Regions from separate parts of the Mus musculus genome. Here region 1 is linked to region 2. A link is a contact called in public Hi-C data. All regions are on one chromosome and are shown on one strand. Each heading gives the region's core, a stretch centred on a gene start, on an enhancer-like site or on the middle of the called end of the contact. The rest is flanking DNA. Distances are from core to core; before and after follow the strand shown.

Region 1 (5,906 bases), core at 3,316-5,815, 45 kb before region 2:
TCAGCTGAAAAAGAGTGTATGGAGGGGAAGTTTCAGAGTTAAGAATGAGGGCAAGCCTGGAGTGGGTTATAAGCACACTCGTCTCTTCAAGTTTAAGTCAAGAAATGTAGGGGTGGGTTATGTTTTCTTTCTTTTCTTAGAGACAAACTCCAGGGGCAGCTTGCATACAATAATGGAAGCAAGTGCCTGTGCCTGTTCGGGCATGAGGACTGGGCCTGGACACTGCCATGCTCCCTTGAGACTTTCCCATGACAAAGAAATCCCATGTTTGTGTGCAGTTCCTTTTAGAACTCAGCTTCCCTTCCCAGTCTCCACTGAACATCGACTCCATCACCCTAGATAGTGTTCTGTTCAGATAGCACTGGACAATGTTGGGAAAAGACACCTGAGCTGGCAGGTAGCCCTAGGGATTGTCCTGCAGAGAGTCTGCTGTAGATTGTTCCTTTGCTGCTTAGAGAGGGGAAAGGTCCCTCTCGTCACTGTCCTTATCTCCCTCATTGTAACCATGACCAGTGTTGTGTGCTACGGTGGGTATTCACCTGAAACCTTTCCCATCAAACAACCGAATTATATGTTGGTTGTCTGATGAGGAAGGAAAGTTTCTTGCTGGTCTCTGAACACATACTAATCTCTGAGACCAGTTTTCATGATTATTTGAGCAAACCCTTGAGGGGCTTTAGTTACTTGAGTGAGACACGACCAGTATGTAGTCTCCCTGCACAAGCAGAATTTGGGAACTCCCAAGGAAGTTAAAAGATTGAGGTTGTAGAAGCAGAGGAGAGGGGGATAGTTTGGATATTGTCATAAAAGAGAAGGTCCAGCTGAATCTCTTCACGATCTGGTGGTTGTCCCAGAAGCCACCCCAAGAAGATTCACCCTTGAACTGTGATCATGTAATTTTTGAGTGCCGCGCTTGTCCTTGTAATCAGAAGTCCAGGTGACATTGACCTCAGATGGTACTGAGTATTCAAGAGGTGCCTGAGTTCTGGTCCCTCCACTGACCAGCTGTATAGCTGTGGCACTTACTTCCCCTCCCTAAACACCAGTTTGCTCATCTTCGAAGTGAAAGGGCAGGGTTGGTTCATCTCTAGAGGTTTTTTTTTTTTTTTCTTTTTCCATTTGAAATCTCTGACTCTGTCACTTCCTCTTCATCAGCAGACCCTCTTCACACAATATTCAAACTCCACTGAGTTGGAATATGAGACACACTTGAATCTCTTCAGGATACAAGCCTCACTGGTCAGGATGAGAGAAACACCGCGACTATACCCTAGCAGTAACTGGTGTCCAGATTTAGAACTACCACCTATTAAACTGATACCGCCTCAGTGAAGATGAGAATAGTCACCCGTGCCTTGACTCAGCTGCAAGTCTGGTACGTCAGTGGCCTATCAGAAGGATTCTGGCTACTTTTAGCCCCACGAGCCTCAGAAGTTCTTGTGTAGTGATCAACCTGCATGCACACATAATACCACCACATTGCTTCTTTAGGCTCTAGCCCTTTAAGCTGAGCAGTAGGAAAGAAGACAGATGAGGTGAGGCTAGACTACACATAGCACTGATAAGACAAAGAGACTTTTGTCATTACTGCCTTAAAATAGTTTATTAAAAAAGCACCGTCTACTCATGATGCTGTTATGTCCTGAGCACACACACCATGTGGTTTAGGTAGCTTCAAGAGGTAATAATAATAAACCCTCACATTTTATAAAGCCTTAAATTTTATGTAGCACATTAAATTTACTTACTTTTTCAATTGGATTCTGATTCTAACCACCACCCTGGTGTGTAATAATTATCCGTTTTAAATATGAAGGAAGCGAAGCTGAGTGAGTCAAAGATTTGTTCAAGGGCAGTTGATAAGTGATCAAGTCAGGTACCGAGCACACACACATGTCTAGTTGATTTTTGTTTCCTGTGTTGTTGTTGCCCCTATGCCAAGTACATAAGCTCTGGACCTGGGGCTGGCATCCAGATCTGAAAGTGACTCTGCCAGGTTTTGCAAGCAGCCTCAGCAGGCCGTTCTCTTCATTCCAATGAAGACAAGTTCCTCACACAGGTCTGGTAACTAACATTCTGGAGAGGTGTTAGCAGACCTTACAACTGAACTAAACATTCCTCATCCTCCTTTTTAAGTGAGGAGGTGATTCCTAGAGATTCACTCACCTAGTTAAACAGATAAGTCATGCTTGTGCTCCATTAATCCAGGATTAAGTCACAGTCTTAGGAATTCCTTTACCGGGTATCCCAGGAAAGCCTAAGCTATCTCCCTAGCCCACATCCCTCAGTGTCCATGTCCCCATGTAGCTCCCCTACTTCTCTTCTTCCCTCATCTGGCCAGTAATTCTTTCTCCAAACACAAATCTGAGAGGACCATTCCACTACCTAATAATGGCTTAGTATGCCTTGAAAGACATTCCGCTCTTGGCAGGAGAGGACAAATCCCCATTCCATGCTGCTCCTGTGTTGACTTCGGGAAAGCCTTTTCTTTGCCCACAGTACCTCTTCCCTGGGAAATGCTAGTCATATTCAAGATCTTGATTGTGCACCACTTCTGAAGTGCTGTCTTCCCAGACGACCATTGCTCCATCCTTTGTATGGTTTCACTTTTTACTATTATATAATGTACATTGCTCTGAACTGTGGTTTGTTTCCTAGTGTCTATTTGCCAGTCTGGTGGCTCTTTGAAAGTACAAACTACATCATCGCCTTAGATTCCATAGCCCTGGCACATTGCCCAACACACAGTAGGTACAGTGATGCTTAGCTAATGAGTGTGCCCCTTCCACGTTAAAACTGGTGCAGAAGCCTGCTGACTGTTTATTATCTTCTTGGGTTTGATCCTGTGGCTTTCACCTCTTTTGATTCTGTAGGCAAAATGTTGACAGTGCCCGAAATGTTGTTTTGTAATGGGCCTCTTTCCTAGAACGGTGTCATGGGTATAGAAGGGGAGGCAGAATTTCAGAAGAAGGGAGGTACCAGGCCAAGGGAAGACATATCAGACTAAGTGGTTGATAGATCTGAATTTTAGCTCAAAGCTAGGAGAGACCCTTGCAAAACTATCCTACCCATAACTATAGAATGTGAAAATTTAATTAAAAAAAATTACAAAACACAAACAAACCAGACACAGCTGCGTTTAACGCAGCAGTACCTTTCAGTTGCAGGGCTCTTTAGGTGGCGTTGATAAACTTTGTAAAAGGGTTAAGAACAAGATGCACCCGTGTCCATTTAAGACTTGTTCTTGGTCCCCAACAATACTTCAGAATGAAGATTCCCTAAAATTAGCTCCAGGTTCTCTCTCTCTTTCCAATGGTGGATGTAGCATAAAGGCTTTGGCAGGCAGGAGCTTGGAGTGGCTTGGGTGCTGCATTCCTAGCCTTCCTCATTGAGCAGACTGGGCAGAGCAGGCCTGCGGATTCTCATGGCTGGCTGGCTGGTGTTCATTAGGGCAAGCACTAGTCTTTGCTTTGGGTTCCCTTTCAGATAGGCAGGACTGGTGTTGAAAACAACAGCTATCCGGCTATCATTTACTTAACTACTGTTACACAAATCATTCCTACATAGCCCTTCAAAACAGGACCTGCTGTGTTTTCCAATCCACCTTTCTGGGTGGGAAGAAGATCAAGGACCATTTAGAGAGTTGGGAAAGTTCAGGAAAAAAAATGTGTCACACAAACTCTCTAGAGACTCAGAATGGCATACAGATCTCACTCCACCCCTTGGCTCCAGGCCACATTTTCAGTCTGGTAAGTCTTTTAGCCCCATTGAAATTATAGTTTCTTTTAGAATGAGTTTGTTTGTTTGTTTGGTTTTGTTTTGTTTTTAAATCCCAGAGGGTATGATTTTAGGAGCATCTCAAATACTGACTTTGCCCGTTTAGACAATGTCCATCTGGTCCTTTTCAAATGGCTCCTACCTGCAGCTGGTGTCAACTGGAGCTGAGAACTCCACCCCAAACTCCAGAGGAGCCCATGTGTCAGGCCAGGAGCAGAGAGAAGGTGAGAGACCTCTAGGAGGAAAGAATGAAAGCAACTGTGCAAACGGCTTCTTAGAAATAACCCCTTTATCTCACTTCTCTCAGGGGCGGATTCACTCTTCTATGGGAAAGTCCCCTTCCACAGCGGGGCAGCTCCCAAACTTATTTTGAAAACAACAGCACAAAGCGATACAGAAAGTTTTGAAACTCACCTTTGGGTCCGTTGGAAGGCTTCCCGCCGGCGGGACCGCTGGCTCTGTTCCGGTGCTCTGAAGTGACTTGGGCACAAGGGTGAGGTCTGGGTCCCTGCTCCTGCCTCTCCCTCCCACTGCCAGGTCCCGGGAGAGAGGCGGCGCTGCCGGTCAGTGGGTGCCACCAGTGTGATGTGGAGGAAAGCGCCCCCTGCGTCCCTGGCTGAGGTTTCACCGCACCCAGCTCTGCTACTGAGGTCAGGAACGCAACTTCCTGAATCTGACTGGCTGGCTCTGTCTCTCCTCAGCCCAACTCCTACCTTAAACTAGGAGGCACACGCCACAGCACACGCAGCGCGGGTGTCCTTCCTCCGGGTCTCCCGGCCAGTGTCCCCACTCCGCCCCACTGTGACGTTCTTTTGCCCCTCCGCCCCGAGCACGCCTCCTTCAGGACGCCAGAGCCAACTTTGCTCACAGACGCGCCAGTGTTCCCAGAGACGTGGGGTGTAAACTCCCAACCCTGGCCTAAGGAAAAAATAACAGCCCCGTGCTGTGGAATAAAGTCACCTTCCAGGAAAAGGGCTGGGGTGTCTAAAGGGAGAGCAATCCCCGGTGCCTCGTGACAAGGTATCTTTGTGTGTGCGCTCCATGGGAGTTACCTGGAGATGTTAGGAGCGCAGGAGGCAGGGACAACTAACTTCAAAAGTTCTCCCTTTTCATTTTATTTACTCCTTGTGAGCTTATATTCAGATCTCTTGTTTGTCTAACTCCGCCCCCAAATGTAAAGGTGGGGTGGTAGAGAGCTTGCTCAGTGCCTCCAAGGCTTCTGCAGGGAAGTTGGGAAGGTGTGATAGGCAGAAGCGGCTGTGGAGTATCTAGGGGCTTCCCCGGAATGACCTTGAGAGATCTTGCCATGATAAAGACCGGAGGTTCTACTCATTGGATTGTAGGTGTCAGGAGGGTGCGCAGCTGGTGCTTGCTTTCCAGTGGCTGGGCCTGAGCCATAGGGTCCTTCGGCCTTTGGGTGCCTGAATTAAAATGATTGGTGAAGCTAACTGTCACAACCGGGAAACAAGAGAGTTCCGGTTTACTCAAGAGAAGCCAGCTGGCTCTGGGTTGAAAGGCCAAAGAGAAAACCCAGCATTCATCCAGAAATGCCAAGGATAGTTGGTCCTGTAGTCTTCTTCCAAAGGCAGATTAAGTAGAGGTTTTCCCCCAGAAATCCCACAGAGAGAACTCGATCTAGATCTGTTGTTGTTCCTTTGAAACCGAGTCTCACTATATAGCCCCGGCAGGCCTGGAACTCACAATGTAGAAACAGGTTGGCCTCACAGAAATTTGCTGGGTTTAAGGACGTGTTTCACTATGCCCTACATAGATCTAGATTTGAATGATAATAAGAAGAGTGGTCCAAGTGATCTGTTGTGGGGGTGGGGTTGGGGGTGGGAGTAGTACGGTTAAGTGGGTAGGGCAGGGGGACGATCAGGCTCTGAAAGAAGACAGTTTTAGCAAGAGACAGCTATAGATGGATTCCACCAACAATTTAGTGGTGGATGGAAGGCTTCCATTGTGTGTCAAATCTGAAGCAGGGGTCTAGGGTCTAATGGACCAGGGAGCTGGAGGAAGACAGGCTTGGGGAATGACAGGAAACCTTAAGTGCAAACCCGGTGCGGTGATTGGAGACCGAGTCTCCCCCAGGACCTACACCGGACCTGTGTGAGATGTAATTTGCCCCC
Region 2 (5,844 bases), core at 1,857-4,356:
AGAAAATGCATGTAAACACTACAGGACATAAGGTATGTGACAGTCTAGGAACACCTCATAATACCATGTAGGGAAGGAGCCATTCTCCATATTTTGTCACAGATACCTAAGTGCCTCATTGGGGTGGTGGTGAATGGCACTGGGAAGAGCAAGTGGTGCTGATTCTGGTGTTGGGGAGCACATATCAGACAACCCCTGTGGACTCGAATTGCTCTACTTGGTGGATTTTGGTCAGCTGGGCTTCTGGGCCCCTCCCACCACATGCTTTATATCAGCTACAGTGGTCTCACTTCTCCTTTGTATGCTGGGATCGACTTTATAGGATTGTCTAAACATGTTGTTATTTGCTCCTCATAACCTCTCACAAACTAGAAACAAGCACAGCGATGCTTTTCAGCACCAAGAGGGATTAGACTTGCCGACTTCAAGGCCACTTCAGCTCTGTCATCCAGGTTTTGGGACTTAAAGGTCCACTGTGGGCCATTAGTTGGATATGCTTCTGAAACTGGGAAGTCAAGATGCATATGTGGCCAGGGGCTTTTCCCTACCAATGGTCCTGAATAGGAAACAGGGCAGTAAATATGGAGAAGAAAATCACCTTTGTTATTTTGTGGTACAAAGTCAGAGACACAGCTTATAGTGTGAGATAAATGGCCCTATTTTATGAGCACAGAATTGGGTAAGCCTGCCAGCCTACTTCGAGATGGCATGGCTGAAAATTTCTCCAAATAAAACTTAGAATATAAAAATGCAAGAGAAAAAAAGCAAAGAGAAGAAGCAAAACCTGGGTGACTGTCAGCAGCCAGGACTGGGAGACTGTTAGCAGCCAGGAGAGGTTTCAGGGGGCAGTCTTTTGTTTCTGAAACAAAAAGCTTGAGACAGGCTAATTTTTACTTTATTTTACTTTTTAAAAAAGGAGACTTAGTTGGCTCAGAATTTGTGGGTTGAAATTCCAAAAGGCAAGGGCTCCCTTTTAGCCAAATCTCCCCATGGTGGACTGGAGTAGGGCTGGGGGGGGGGGGTGGGGGTGGGGAGGGATGGATGTCTGCAAGTGAGAACTTACATCATGCTGTGAACAGGAAGTCAGAGAAAGACTCACATCTCTCTCAGTTAATTTTTCATGGCTGGGATGAACCACAACAACCAAGGTAAATTATGAGAGATATAATTTAATTTGAGGGCTCACAGTTCCAGGGGTCACAGTCCGTGACCATCATGGCAAGGAGCATGGCAGCAGGCAGGCAGGCATGTTGGTGGTGTGGTAGCTGAGATCTATGTCTCATCCTCAAGGCCAAAGCAGAGAGCGGGGAGGAGAGTAGGGAGAGGGAGAGCAAGCAACAACTTGGAATGCCTTGGGCTGTTGAAACTTCAAAGCCCACTCCAAGTGTCCCCTCCAATAAGATCATATCACCTAATTCTTCCCAAACCATTCTACCAACTGCAGAACAAGCATTCAAACATTCGAGACTTTGGAGCCCTTCTCCTTCAAACCTCTAAGGTCTCATAATTCCTTTTGAGGGCATGCGCTTAGTGACCCTAAGACCTAACTCATCAGACATATTTCTTAGAGACTCTTCACCTCAGCAATGCTACACTGAGGACTAGATCTGTAACAGTCACTCATACTCGTGGGCATCCAAGAGCTACATAAGGTGTGTGGAAGCTCCCCCAGGCCACAGATTTACCTTCCAGAGCTCCAGTTGTCAACAGCCAACTGATACATGAAAATGTTCAATGAAAAATTCCTGAGATAAGCAACTCATCAGTTATAAATAACTTATATTTCCACATAGTTCTCTGCTTCATTAAGTTATTGTTGTTACCCTCTTACTGTGACTGATTTGTTAATGTAACTTTATTGTGGATATTTATGAATATGAGAAACAGTATATGTAGGCTTCAGTACTGTAGCAGTTTCAGGCATCACTGGGGGTGGGGCTAGGAACCTATTCCCTGTAGATGTGGGGGAATGTTGTATAAGAATATGTATGTATGTGTGGAGGGAGGAAGGGAGGGAGGGAGGGAGGGAGGGAGAGACAGAGAGAGACAGAGAGAGACACAGAGAGAGTCTCTGTGTGTGTGTTGAATGCATGTGTGTAGTGAGTGTGTGTGTGTGGTGAGTGTGTGTGAGTGTGTGTGAGTTTTTATGTGTGTGAGTGTGGTGTGTGTGTGCTGAAACCAAGACAAATCCGGTATCTGATATTGTTTTTGATTAGTAGCAAACATGTATCCACCACCATGTGCAACAACCTGTGTGGCGGAGTATGCGCAGAAAATAAAGTACTGCACTTGTTTTCTGCTAGCTCAACCATAGTGTGATGAGTGAACTCAAGAAGATGTAAGCACGGCGCTTCCAGTGTTTGCAGAAGGCTGCTCCTTGAGGTTCGGTTTAAATATATTTGAGTGAATAGAATTTTGACAAAGCAGAGATTAAGAAAAAGATATTCTAAGCTTCATTATATTTGAGATAAGTTGATAAGTCTAGCCTTCCTTCCTAATGTTCTCTCTCCTTCCCCTTGACCCATCCCTCCCTTTTCTCTTTGTGTGTGTGTGTGTGTGTGTGTGTGTGAGAGAGAGAGAGAGAGAGAGAGAGAGAGAGAGAAAGAGAGAGAGAGAGTGTGTGTGTGTTTGGGATAGCAGATGCCTGTAGGTGCTTTCTGGGGGGCTTGGAGGAAATAAAGAAAAAAAGGAGACAGATCAATTGAGCAAGATAGATTATGATTACCTTGGGAGAGGCATCCAGTGCCAGGCTATGGCATTAGGACTTCACACAGAAGATAATGGTGGATGTCTGACTGCTTTTAAAGAAGGGAGGGGAAGCTTGGAGTTTGAAGAATCCTCTGGCAATGCATGAAGAATAGACTGGAAGGTAGTCAGAGACTTGTGAAAGAGTCTTGGTTATTGCTGGATGAGGACTGAACCGTTGCAGAGGAGTTGGAAATGAATGTGAGAGGATTCACTTAGGAGAGGCAGAACCTGATTCCAGGTAGCAGAAGTCATTTTGGCTGGGAAAGGAGAAGTGGATTATGCCTTTACTCCCACTCCTCGATGGCAATCGTAACTTCTCTGCTGTGTCAGATGCTCATCTATCTTTGGCTCACCTACTCATTTGTTGAAAGCTGGGAGTCAAAGCTTTCATTTCTATGAGCTGGAAGATTCAGCCCTGCCATGTGAGGATGGTACTTAAAGGTCTGTGACAAAGAAGTGATCCCTAGAGTGTAGGCTGTGTTATGCCAACTGCAGGAGAGAGGGACTGTCCCTTGCTGTGTGATTCTGCCTGGTATAGAATTGAAACTGCAAAGAACACGTGTGAGGCTAGAGAACCCATGTGGGAACCTCAGCTAAGAGCAAGGAAAGGGTGAGCGCCATCAGTGCCAGCTACTTGCAAAGGGAACTCTGTGTAGTCTTGAGGTTGGGGAGGACAGGGGAGATCCTGCACAGCTGAGGAGACATGAAGTTAAGGATTCACGGTGAAGGTAGTTCAGACTTTATCTGCTGCCTAGCCCAAGATTCCTGTCTCTTACTGCTATCACAGGAGTCACAGGAGTATTTATGAAGATTTTATCATGGGATGTAGGTTTCTAAGACTACCAACAGGGTCACTTGTTATAGTGATGAGTATGATATATATATATATATATATATATATATATATATATATATATATTACCTCTTCCCTTTTGAAAAGGGAACTCCCTGTAAAAACTATAGAGTATTTAAAAATCCATACAATATGGATAGATAAATAAAAACAGTAAAACAGTTATCCTACCAGTAAAAGCAGGATATTTTTGTGATTGGAAGGCATACTGTTCTTTGCATGTATGTGTAAGGTGTACACATGAAAGTTCCACTCTAGACCCCATACCATCCCTTGTCAAATGCCAAACACATGGTGCTTTGTATTTCATCAGGTCATTATGATTCCTGTTTGTATTAATTTGTAGATGTTCAGAATTTTTCCCAAGGCCTACATCTTCCACCAGATCAGGACCAATAGGGAGTCAGACCTATCTCTAACATAACGAGTAACAAAAGTCCAAAGGGAGGCCTATCTATCTCTATAGCAGATGACAGGAAGGGTCTGTACAATCTGGGTACTTGTTTCTCTGGTGGCCACATGGTGTCACTTTTCAGGTCTAGACTGTCTTCACTTCCCTTAAAAACCAGCAGGCTTGGGCTCCAACAGAACAGACCTCTCTCTTCACATGCTCACTCTCAAGCTTTGTTTCCAAGACACTGTTGCAGTCCTTGTGGCACACTGTGAGGCCATTGCTGCTTCATCCATGAGGTGTCTCATGGTCTAGCTGTGTACATCTCAGGCTCCAGTGAAGACCCAAGTGACTCTGGAATATTCTATGGCAACAGAGTATGATCTTTTATTTCCTGTGCTTTTTCATTTTATCAACTCCTGTAACATTAAGGGACTGCACCTTTGATTATGTCTGAGAGCTGTTTCCAGAGAAGATTTAACAGAGGGAGGAAAACCTGTCCTTCAAGTGGGTGGTGCCAATCTCCTATGCTGGAATCCTAGTCTTGATGTTGTGGCCGGGCTGTGACAGATGAATACCCACATTATTCTTCTTTGATTATTGATCCATCAAGATGTAAGTGAGTAAGTCCCTGCTGCCACTGACAAGAGCTGGCCCCAATGGCATACCTATCCCACCAATATGAACTGTATCTTTCCTTCCTTTCATTTTTTTTGGGAAGGTCATTGGTCACAGCATCAAGAAAAGTAATTAATATGTCTTAGTTACTTTTTGATTGCTGTGACAAAACGCCACACCAAGGCAACTGTACTGTCTGGTTTTGTGTGTCAACTTAACACAAGAGAAAGGAGCCTCCCTTGAGGAAATGCCTCCATGAAATCCAGCTGTAAGGCATTTTCTTAATTAGTGATCAGGGCTGGTAGGGCCCACTGTGGGTGGTACCATCTCTGGGCTGGCTACCATCTCCTGGGTTCTATATGAAAGCAAGCTGAGAAAGGCAGGGAAGCAAGTCAGTAGGTAACATCCCTCCATGGCCTCTGCATCTGTTCCTGCTTCCTGACCTTCTTGAGTTCCAGTCCTTACATTCTTTGTTGATGAATAGCAATGTGGAAGTGTAAACTGAATAAATCATCTCCTCCCCAACTTCCTTCTTCCTCACGATGTTTGCACAAGAATAGAAACTCTGACTAAGACTAATTGGTACCAGCCTAGTGGGGTATTCCTATGACAACCTGACCATGTTTGGGGAGGACTATCTAAAGGACTTTGGAACTTTGTGCAAGAAGAGCCATTCGGAGTTAAGAGCTCTGGGGGATGTTCTGTAGATGCTTGGAAGATAATGTTGAGAACAGTGCAAATGATGGAGGCCTGGCTTGTGAAATTTCAGAGGGAAGAATAAAGACTAATCAGGGCAATTGCTATTTTGATTGAGAAGATTCTGTGGTTTTGGTTAGCTGGGGCTGAAGAATCAGCTGTGATTAACAAGATACCAGAACTACTAAAGTGAAACCTTTGCATTACTGGGACTATTGATGTCAGCTAGCTGGAACTAAGAAATTAGCGGTGATTAAGAAGAGACCAGCATCATTGAAGTGAAATCTGGGAAGTATTTTCTGAGAGCACAAAGAAGCTGTGTTCCAGAGAAAATCAAGTTTGTACCTTGTGCTGCGTGTGGACTTGGTAATGTGTAAGAGTCACCCAGGTGGTACTGGTTTGAAGGCATGAAGGGGTCATGCAGAGCAGCTGAGGCTCAGTACTGTGAGAGGTCATGGAAGGCCATTGGTGAAGGTGCAGCCTCAGTTGCAGTTGATGGCCCAGTACTAAAGGGGTCATGCAAAGTATTTGAAGCCTG

The links. Hi-C and Micro-C count contacts between places; a contact is called where the count stands out from the background.
Region 1: a contact with region 2 is called in a Hi-C map of B cells, with 1.5 times the contacts expected there. The contact joins the promoter of 4930523C07Rik here to the enhancer-like site in region 2. A contact is called at or near these places in 2 of 39 promoter capture datasets (neutrophils and pre-B cells), 1 of 15 datasets of contacts at CTCF or cohesin (CD8 T cells), 22 of 484 Hi-C or Micro-C datasets (3T3-L1-derived adipocytes, the 63-12 cell line, B cells and 16 more), 8 of 115 datasets of contacts at active chromatin or transcription factors (CD8 T cells, the SCID.adh cell line, bone marrow-derived dendritic cells and 5 more) and 3 of 9 other capture datasets (adipose tissue, liver and pancreatic islet).

What each region holds. Positions count from the first base shown.
Region 1 is chr1:160,043,039-160,048,944 of GRCm38.p6, reverse strand. It overlaps 4930523C07Rik (RIKEN cDNA 4930523C07 gene), which reads right to left and starts at 4,565. Exons shown (of 3, transcript NM_001162896.1): 1 at 4,192-4,565. Gm37294 (predicted gene, 37294) reads left to right here and starts at 4,628. Exons shown (of 2, transcript NR_168324.1): 1 at 4,628-4,797.
Region 2 is chr1:159,996,838-160,002,681 of GRCm38.p6, reverse strand. All of the region lies in intron 1 of Gm31493, which reads left to right. Among named protein-coding and RNA genes, the nearest start is that of Gm31667, 25 kb to the left of the region's middle. Within about 2 kb of position 3,106, at least 15 of the 459 cell types and tissues checked have an H3K27ac peak or open chromatin away from gene starts, as enhancers often do. A contact at or near this core is called in B cells, CD8 T cells, centrocytes and 2 more, where this site is marked.